3 separate regions of the Mus musculus genome follow, and all the other regions are linked to region 2. Evidence: chromatin contacts called from public Hi-C data. All regions are on one chromosome and are shown on one strand. Each heading gives the region's core, a stretch centred on a gene start, on an enhancer-like site or on the middle of the called end of the contact. The rest is flanking DNA. Distances are from core to core; before and after follow the strand shown. Region 1 overlaps Frmd4a (FERM domain containing 4A). Region 2 overlaps Frmd4a (FERM domain containing 4A). Region 3 overlaps Frmd4a (FERM domain containing 4A).

Region 1 (2,700 bases), core at 156-2,655, 210 kb after region 2:
GCGTTTTAAAAATAGACTTCATTTTCAGTAGAATTGAATGGCGGAGGTGTGGCTCTTCCTAGCAAGGCTCCCTGCAGGCTTAGGATACTGGACCACATCCCACTGGAAAGGAAGACAAGCTCAAGGAAACAGACGTTGGCCTTCTCAGCCTGGACGGTCTCGTCTCTGCTTTTCCCATCACTTTTCATGAGTGGATATTTTGTTCTGCCAACTTTGTCACCTCACACAATAAAGCTTTACACACTGAAGTCCTCCCCGCCTGCACAGATGGCCACCATTCCCCGAGATTGCTGCTGTGTTTATGAAGCTTCAGTGGGATGGGAGGCAACATGCTAAGGAAGACCACATCTGTCCCCTCTAACCCAGTCTTTTGGTGGCTGGTGACAGAAAATTTCAAACTGTCTACTTCCTGTAAAATAGAGGAACCCGTGATTCTGAGAATCCCATGGTTCTGAGAATCCGGGAGACTCTAAGGAGTCTGTGTTTCCCAACAGAAGTTAGGAAGGTAACAAGACAGTGCTGCCTGCCATTACTTTGTGCCCCTACTCTTGAACAGGTCCCTAGGGCAGGAGCTTCCAGGGTCCGCAAGCCCGTAAGGCAAGAGCATTACTCACTGGCCTATCTCCCCAGCCCTTTCCTTTGCTTTGAACTCAGTTTCTAATCTAGGCATATCCAACCTTTTGACATCATGACATACATGGTCATCTACGATGTCCACATTCAAGAACCCCGGCATGGAGGGCACTAAAAAAGAAAACCACCAGTTCGTAAAGTGTCACGGCTATCCTGAGGTGTCTCTGGTAGCGGTAAGGGCTGCCTGGTATGGCAGAAGGGTGAGGTGACTGTTACCATTCTTGCTTTTCTCTGACACAGACACTAGTGTGTATTGGTCTTAAGGATTAAGGAAGTTAACGTGGGCTTTAAGTAAAGTAGTACTTGGAGACAGAGTTGACACGCTGCCTACTATGGACTAGAAAAGCAAGTGTACAACTAACTTTTTAAAAATATGTCTGGCTCTAAGAGTGCCACATAGAATAAACAAGCAGACTTTGTCCATGCATGCCTACATACACATTACCCTCACAGACACTTCACAGATAACATCCTCTAAAAAATGTAAAAGGATTGGTTTCTCCCGAGCAAACCAGAAACCAGGAATTCCCTCAAAGCACATGTTGCCAAAAAAAAAAAAAAAAAGACAAGACAAGTTGATTTCATGTCTTCTCAGCTGAACAGGGTAGGCAGGTGGTATCTTCTGATTGGCTGGCTGACCCGTCTGCTGAAGTCTGGCCCGTATCTGCCATCTGCTTCCTTCTGTGCTCCATTCACCAGGAGTCCCTGCCTCAGCCAAGGGCTAAGGATGCACGCAGAGGCAAGGAGTAGACAAAGGGACTCAGCATCATAAACCGTCTGTCCTGGATCTCTCAGGCCACCTTGTCAAGACGAGCCAGAGCGGGCGGGACAGCGCCGCCGTGAGCTGACCTCTACCTTCAGAGTGATTGCCAGCATCATTTATTAAGCTCTGTTCTGTGAAGCAGGCACACTACCAAATGAGCAAACCAGATGTCGCCCCAGCCCCTGGGGGTGGCCAATAATATTTAACATCTTAAAGGCACATGGTAAAGCAAACAAATGTGACGATAGAGTATAGCCAGATGACGTGATGGTAATTCCATATGTCATCGAGAGTTCATTTAACAGCGTGAAGGAATAGGAAACAGCTCATGAGGTATGCACGCACAGATGAATAGTTTCCCCTTTGGGGAGGAGCTAGAAGATGCCAAACCTTCCCCCCTCTCCAGCAAGGACTTTTAAAAACATTCGGGAGTGGGAGTGGGAGTGGGGGAGCTAGTGAGCTCTTTCTGTGCTGGAGGAAAACAAAGGCGGCAAAAGCCAGTCTCCCTGGGGGATATGAGACAGGGCAGAGTAGCAGAACATACCAGATTGATGCTACCATCTGGGAACTCCCTCACACGTATGTGGCTCCAGAACCAGACAGCTCAGCCAAGCACAAGAATGGAGGGTAGGCCATTCAGCATCTCCAGCCCCAGGGATGACTGGTCCAGGACCTTGGTTGCCTAGCAACACCACTATAGAGCTCCCATTCCCCCAAGCCCTCCTGCTTCCCCTTGTATGTTCCATTTCTTCATTGAAACCGATCTTAGCTTGGTTTACAAATCTACTCAATGAGCACTGCTGATATTTGGCTCAAAGCAGAAGTTGAAGGGGGAGTGAGCAAAGTAGGAGGAGGGTGTAGTAAATTCTTCTCCTTGCAAGCTAGCTAAAGTTGCTCTCTGTCCTTTTATTTTGGCTCTGGTTTTACTGCTAAGTCCCTCACAAAACCATTTCCACAGATCCTCTTGGGTAGGGCTGTAAGAGAACGCACAAAGACCCTCATGAGAGGATTTGAACGATGAGTTCCTTGCTAAGGAGGGATGAGAAGAGATGAGGTGAACAACAGAGCTAAGCCCATAGCCACACAGCACAGTTCAGCGGAATGTGAATAATTTTGTTGATAGAGGAGACAAATGAAACACACACACACACACACACACACACACACACACAAACACACACCTCTGTGTGTACCTTTAACAGAGGTTTGGAAATAGTGAGGAGAAGTTGGTCTTTGTGGAAAGGATTCGTGACAAAGGCACCCAGGGGTTTACACAGCTAGGGTTGATGCTGGTTTGCATGGTA
Region 2 (2,700 bases), core at 3-2,502:
TCAATAAATAAAGTGTTTTGAGGCCAAGACTCTCGGGAGATAATCATTATAAAAGCTGCCACAGAAACTAGCATGTTTGAAAACACAGAATGAAGCTGGCCTGATTCCCAGCACTCTGGGGAAGAAGATGGGGGGAGAAGGCCTTTGTTCTCCTACAGCAGGTGACAGCACACCGCTGGACTCGCCAGTCCTGTGTGGGAAATGGTGCTGATAAGCCGCCTCATGTTGTGCATGCATGGGGCTAGCTGCCCAGACCAATGAAGAACAGTTGGACAATGGATGGGAAGCTGGCCAGCAGCAATCACATTAGATACCCTTCCCTCCCCCGTGGAAATACCCTTTGAGAGCCAGCAGCAGATCCTGTGGGAAGAAGATGACACTGGGAGCCAACTGTGACAGGAAGATCAGCTGTGAGAGGAAAGAGATTTCAAGTTCTAGGGGCACTCCAAGAAAGTGGCTTTGAAGAGGTGGTGACAAGACTATAGGGGTTAAGGGGATGAGTCCCCACCACCTTCTTTCTCAACTAGGATTTCCTTACAGGTCTGTGATAGAGAAGACCTCTAATCCACCTTGCCTTTGATACCAATGTATCAATGACGGGGGCCCCGCCCTCCGCCGCCTCTGCGCCGTGTATTATCTTCCTAAGTGAACCATGAGGGCTGAGATAGCGGTGTTTGCTATAAGAAGCCTCCCTTCCCCCTGTGTTATTTTCATGGAACCTCCTAACAGCAGACCTGAACTGAAGGTTAGCGTAGCAGTGCTCAGAGGCAAGACATCATGAAGGAGGATGTAAAAAGAAGTTGTGTAAGGTGTGGGGTCAGATGAAGCCCTGGGGAGCTACTGAGAGTAGTTCCAGAATTAAATAGAAACCCAGGATTCCACAATCCCAACAGGAAAGAAACAGTCAGCATGTTGAGACAGAAGCAAGCCCCCCCCCCCACACACACACACATACACATACACACACCTACAGTGGTCTTCATGAGCCAAACAGCTGAGCCCAAAGACAGATCCTAGAAGACACATGAGCACAGCGCAAAGAGAATCTGGGGGATGGGCAGGCTGAAAGAGGTGAGCAAGGTCGGGCACACTTCAGAGTGACTGTCTCATTCATTGGGATCCCTCCTCTGCTCAGTGACATTGTCAGGCAGATGACACAAAGCCAGGCAGAATGGGTAATCTGCTGGTGACAGAATGAACCTCTAGAGGGAACTGCTGCAGGCTGGAAGGGCAGAGTGAGCAGGAGAGAGGAGAGATGTATGCATTTTCAGCTGCTAGGAAACAGCACCAAGGACTTCACTGACAATAAGCCCTGTGGTGTCCACACACAGCTGAAACCATTAAAAAGACCAATGCTCTCTAGCTCTGAGCACGAAGCTATCAGCTTACGATCAGGACAGGAAGAAGATCTTATCATAAGCATCTTGTAGAGAGTCACATGGCTGAGCTGGGGAGATGGCTCAGTTAGTGAAGTGCTTGCCATGGAAGCTCCAGGAGCCGAGTTCAATTTCCAGTTCCCATGGAAAGGGCTGGGAGTGATAGCATTTGTCTGTAATCCCAGCTCAGAGGAGACAGAGATAAGAGGGTCGCAGGGGCTTGATGGAAGCCAGTCTAGCCATTCAGGGAGCTCCAGATTCAGTGAGAAAGCCCGATGCCCAGGAGTAAGATAGAGACCCATAAAGGAAGAACTCAGTGATGGCCTCAGATCCTGCATGCACATTTCTACACACGTATATGCATCAACCCAGATGTGTGTGTGCAGAGGAACATGTGCATCTATCCAGATGTGTGTGTGCACATCAACATGTACACACACAAAGAAGTAAGACAGGTCACTCTGCTCTTGTCACTGTGCTAAGGACTATTGTGTTTAGAGAAGAAAATTTGAATTTTATTGGAATGGAGCTGAAAGTATTTGTCCAGAAAAAAAAAAAAAAAGACAAGAAAGATGTTGATAACTTTCTTCAGATATGCAAAGAAATCTCATATGATAAAAGGAGTGAGGCTGGGGAGGGAAGATCTGCAGAGAGGAAACTGCATTCAAGTTCTTGACCTTCCCCATCATTAAAATGTTCCAAAACCCACTATTTTCCCAGAAGCCGAGCAGGATGCTGCCTTCCTTACCACCCAGGTGCTAATGCAAGAGCCAGCAACTGTAAAGGGGGCTCGAGCATCCATCAGAGTGCCATATCTTCCTCTCTCTGCCAAGGGGTGTGGTGTGCATCACAAGGCAACCCAGAATGGATAAATAGATGATAGGTAGTCAGACAGGAAGTTCAGGCAGAGGACATCTTGATCTGTTTCCTCGTGCTGTAGTAGACTACCTGAGGCTGAGTTATTTACAAAACGAGCTTCATTATATTTGACCCATGGTGGAAATCAGAAAGGAATTAAAGACATAATAAAGTGAAGTTACAGCAAGAAGGGCATGGGTAGGGGAGCTTATATTTGTAACGACCCATTCTAGTGATAACAGACTCCATCCCCAAGAGAAAGGAAGCAAGCCACTCAAAATGCTCCAGCTGTGTAAGTCTGCCCTTAGGTCTGCCTCTCAGCCTGCCGGACCAGCAGAGGTCAGGGTAAGTTTCAGAAGAGACAAACTATACTAAGACCAAAGCTGGAGAGATACGTAAACAAATGACAGATATATGGATGGATGCAGGACACAGGATCTAATAGAAATAAATAAACAGAACCCAG
Region 3 (2,700 bases), core at 188-2,687, 220 kb after region 2:
TTGAGCTGCTTGGAAAACATTTTGGTAACCAACACTTCATTAGCAAAGAAAGTGAGCCTGGGTTTAAGTTGGCTTGGTCAGGGCAGGCCAGCAGCATTCCACCACTCAGGTGCCCATGTCTGTGTTAATAATAATTGTACTTGGGATTAGAGAGATGGTTCAGTGGTTAAGAGGACTGACTGCTCTTCCAGAGGCCCTGAGTTCAATTCCCAGCAACCACATGGTGGCTCACAACCATCTGTAATGGGGTCTGATGCCTTCTTCTGGTGTGTCTGAAGACAGTGACAGTGTAGTCATACATAAAATAAATACATCTTTAAAATGATGATGATGATAATAATAATAATTCTACTCAAGAATTTCATATCATAGCCCCTTAAGGGGTAAAAGAAAGAAAGAAATGCTTAATATAGTGCTTAGGCTGTGTTTTCACAGAGGCATAATTGGGAACTCACTTAGCATCTTCTGACCTCTTCATTTTCCAGAAGATAAGGAAATGTGGTGGTGCCTCAAGGTATGGAAAGCACATCTCTCTTCTAGTCCAGCCCCCCTACCTTAAGGTACTCCCTGGAGAACAGAAATCCAGATATGAGATCCAGGTGTGAACACCTGGCTAGTTACCAAGGCTACAGTGTAGCCAAGCAGGATCTCCAACAGAGACGTTAGGTGAGTCCCAGGGTGGGAAGCTGCAGCTACAGATTAGGTGGCTGTGCTGGGATTGTACTGGCTGAGGTCAAGGATGGGTTCTTAGGACTGGGTTAAACCAAGTCCATGATAGGCTGTAGATCCCAACTTTTCTGTACTCTGAACTGCAAAATTCTGAAGTCAGTGGAGTTGGGGTAAGAATCTTGACCTCTGCTCTTGCATGAACTTGTATGTACCTAAGCAGTAACTCACATCTTCTGACCTCTTCATTCCCCGGAAGGGAAGGGAAATGAGGTGGTGCCTCTGGGTGTGGGAAGCCCCATCCTCGTTTTTCTGATTGTTGATTGTCTAGGGAATGAAACCCAGAACTTTGCACACGGTGGGCAAACGCATTACCACCGAGCTGCGTCCCACATCCTCGTGGCTTTGGAGGAAGATACACTTTCATGGCTTTTCATCATTTCCTTTGAACACATCCTTGACTTCCTGGGAAGTCAGCCAGGCTGACTGAGAGGCTGGGAAAGGCAGCTATGCAGACAATGGCATCTCCTTTGTGCCTGTGACTTGGGCCACAGTCTGACCTTCTCTCCTACATATGAAAGGAAGAGGTGAGAGGTGACAGCTCCAAGCTCAATGGACACTCAGCCTGGCAGCTGATGACACTGGCTGCCCTGGGGTCATAGCCTGTGATGATTTCCCTCTTACAGACTGACAGACTATTATGAATGCAAAGCCTATTAACTCTATTCCAGAAAGGAGAACGTGAGGCCTCAAGAGAGCGAGCAAGGCCAGCTGAGGAAATACACAATGCATCTGCAGATGAGGTCATGGCTAGGCTCCAATGGCAGTGACAAGGAGGGGTCAGAGGGTTTGAGGCATTGCATGGGAACCGCCTCATTAAGAGTCTTCCAGTTAAATGTTGCAGAACGCCCTGCCAGCCCCAGATACAGTTAATGAAATGCTTAAGACAAGAAGAGACCAGGAGGAGAAAAGGGAAGTGTGGAAAGCCTGCCTTTACCCTGTGTCTCCTTCGGTCACACTGGTACAGCTTCCTCAGCTCGCTAGCAGGGGTGGGACACAGTGGGCCCTCAGTGCTGGACCCATAGCTGAAGAGTCCCAGTGAGCAAAGAGAAATTCCCAGTGGATGAAGCTGCTTCCCTGATCCAGCTGTGAGAATACAACCCCATCAACTCAGTACTTAACAGGCTGAGTCAGAAGGATCGTGATTTCGAGGCTAACCTGGGCTATAGATCATGTATATTTTTTAAAAATCAGAGACTGGGGCTATAGGATGTAGCTGAGTTGTCACCCGCTTGCCTAGGCTGGGCAAAGCCCTTGGTTCCATCCCAATCACTGCAGAAAGGAAAGCAGAAATGGCTGACAGAAGGGAAGGTGGAAAGGGAGAGGGAGGGAGAGGGAGGAGGAAATAAAGACAGACCCCCCTGAGCCCTCCTAAGTAAGACGTCATCAAGTAGCTTTGGGAGGGGCTGAACTTGGCAGGAATCAGAGCTGAGCAGGTGAGTTAGCTAAAGGCTTACAGGATGAGGGAACAGAACCCAGGCTCATGTTGGTTTCAATAAATCTGAAAGCTCCTCTTCTCCCTCCTTCACCATGCATCCAGTCATCCTGCGCTCGTTCATCTGTGCATCCATCCATCTATCCATCCATCCATCCATCCATCCATCTATCCATCCATCCATCCATCCATCCAGTCATCCATCCACCCATCCATCCATCCATCTATCCATCCATCCATCTATCCATCCTCTATCCATCCATCCATCCATCCATCCATCCATCCACCCACCCATCCATCCATCCATCCATCCGTCCATCCATCCATCCATCCACCCCTGCAATCAGTCCACACTCACCACCCAGCTCGGTGGAAATGAAGGAACTGTGTTAGTTACTTATCTAATTGCTGCAACGAAGACCCAAGAAAAACAGCTTAGGGACAGAAGCCTTTATTTGGGCTTACACTCAAAGGATGCAGTTTATTTAGTGGAGAGTTTATAGAGGACAGAGGTTGAGGTAGTTGGCCACTGTGCATCT

The links. Hi-C and Micro-C count contacts between places; a contact is called where the count stands out from the background.
Region 1: a Hi-C map of the N1E-115 cell line shows a contact between it and region 2, with 2.9 times the contacts expected there. The contact joins two enhancer-like sites. A contact is called at or near these places in 5 of 484 Hi-C or Micro-C datasets (the N1E-115 cell line, bone marrow-derived macrophages, cerebellar granule neurons and 2 more), 3 of 115 datasets of contacts at active chromatin or transcription factors (embryonic basal ganglia, embryonic forebrain and pancreatic cancer cells) and 1 of 9 other capture datasets (embryonic stem cells).
Region 3: a contact with region 2 is called in a Hi-C map of the N1E-115 cell line, with 9 times the contacts expected there. The contact joins two enhancer-like sites. A contact is called at or near these places in 3 of 484 Hi-C or Micro-C datasets (the N1E-115 cell line, bone marrow-derived macrophages and embryonic fibroblasts) and 6 of 115 datasets of contacts at active chromatin or transcription factors (differentiating embryonic stem cells, embryonic basal ganglia, embryonic forebrain and 3 more).

Annotation. Positions count from the first base shown.
Region 1 is chr2:4,435,121-4,437,820 of GRCm38.p6, forward strand. All of the region lies in intron 2 of Frmd4a (FERM domain containing 4A), which reads left to right. Among named protein-coding and RNA genes, the nearest start is that of Gm23691, 55 kb to the left of the region's middle. Within about 2 kb of position 1,406, at least 43 of the 459 cell types and tissues checked have an H3K27ac peak or open chromatin away from gene starts, as enhancers often do. A contact at or near this core is called in the N1E-115 cell line, where this site is marked.
Region 2 is chr2:4,227,524-4,230,223 of GRCm38.p6, forward strand. All of the region lies in intron 1 of Frmd4a (FERM domain containing 4A), which reads left to right. Among named protein-coding and RNA genes, the nearest start is that of Gm39752, 19 kb to the right of the region's middle. Within about 2 kb of position 1,253, at least 28 of the 459 cell types and tissues checked have an H3K27ac peak or open chromatin away from gene starts, as enhancers often do. A contact at or near this core is called in the N1E-115 cell line, where this site is marked.
Region 3 is chr2:4,451,639-4,454,338 of GRCm38.p6, forward strand. All of the region lies in intron 2 of Frmd4a (FERM domain containing 4A), which reads left to right. Among named protein-coding and RNA genes, the nearest start is that of Gm39751, 61 kb to the right of the region's middle. Within about 2 kb of position 1,438, at least 42 of the 459 cell types and tissues checked have an H3K27ac peak or open chromatin away from gene starts, as enhancers often do. A contact at or near this core is called in the N1E-115 cell line, where this site is marked.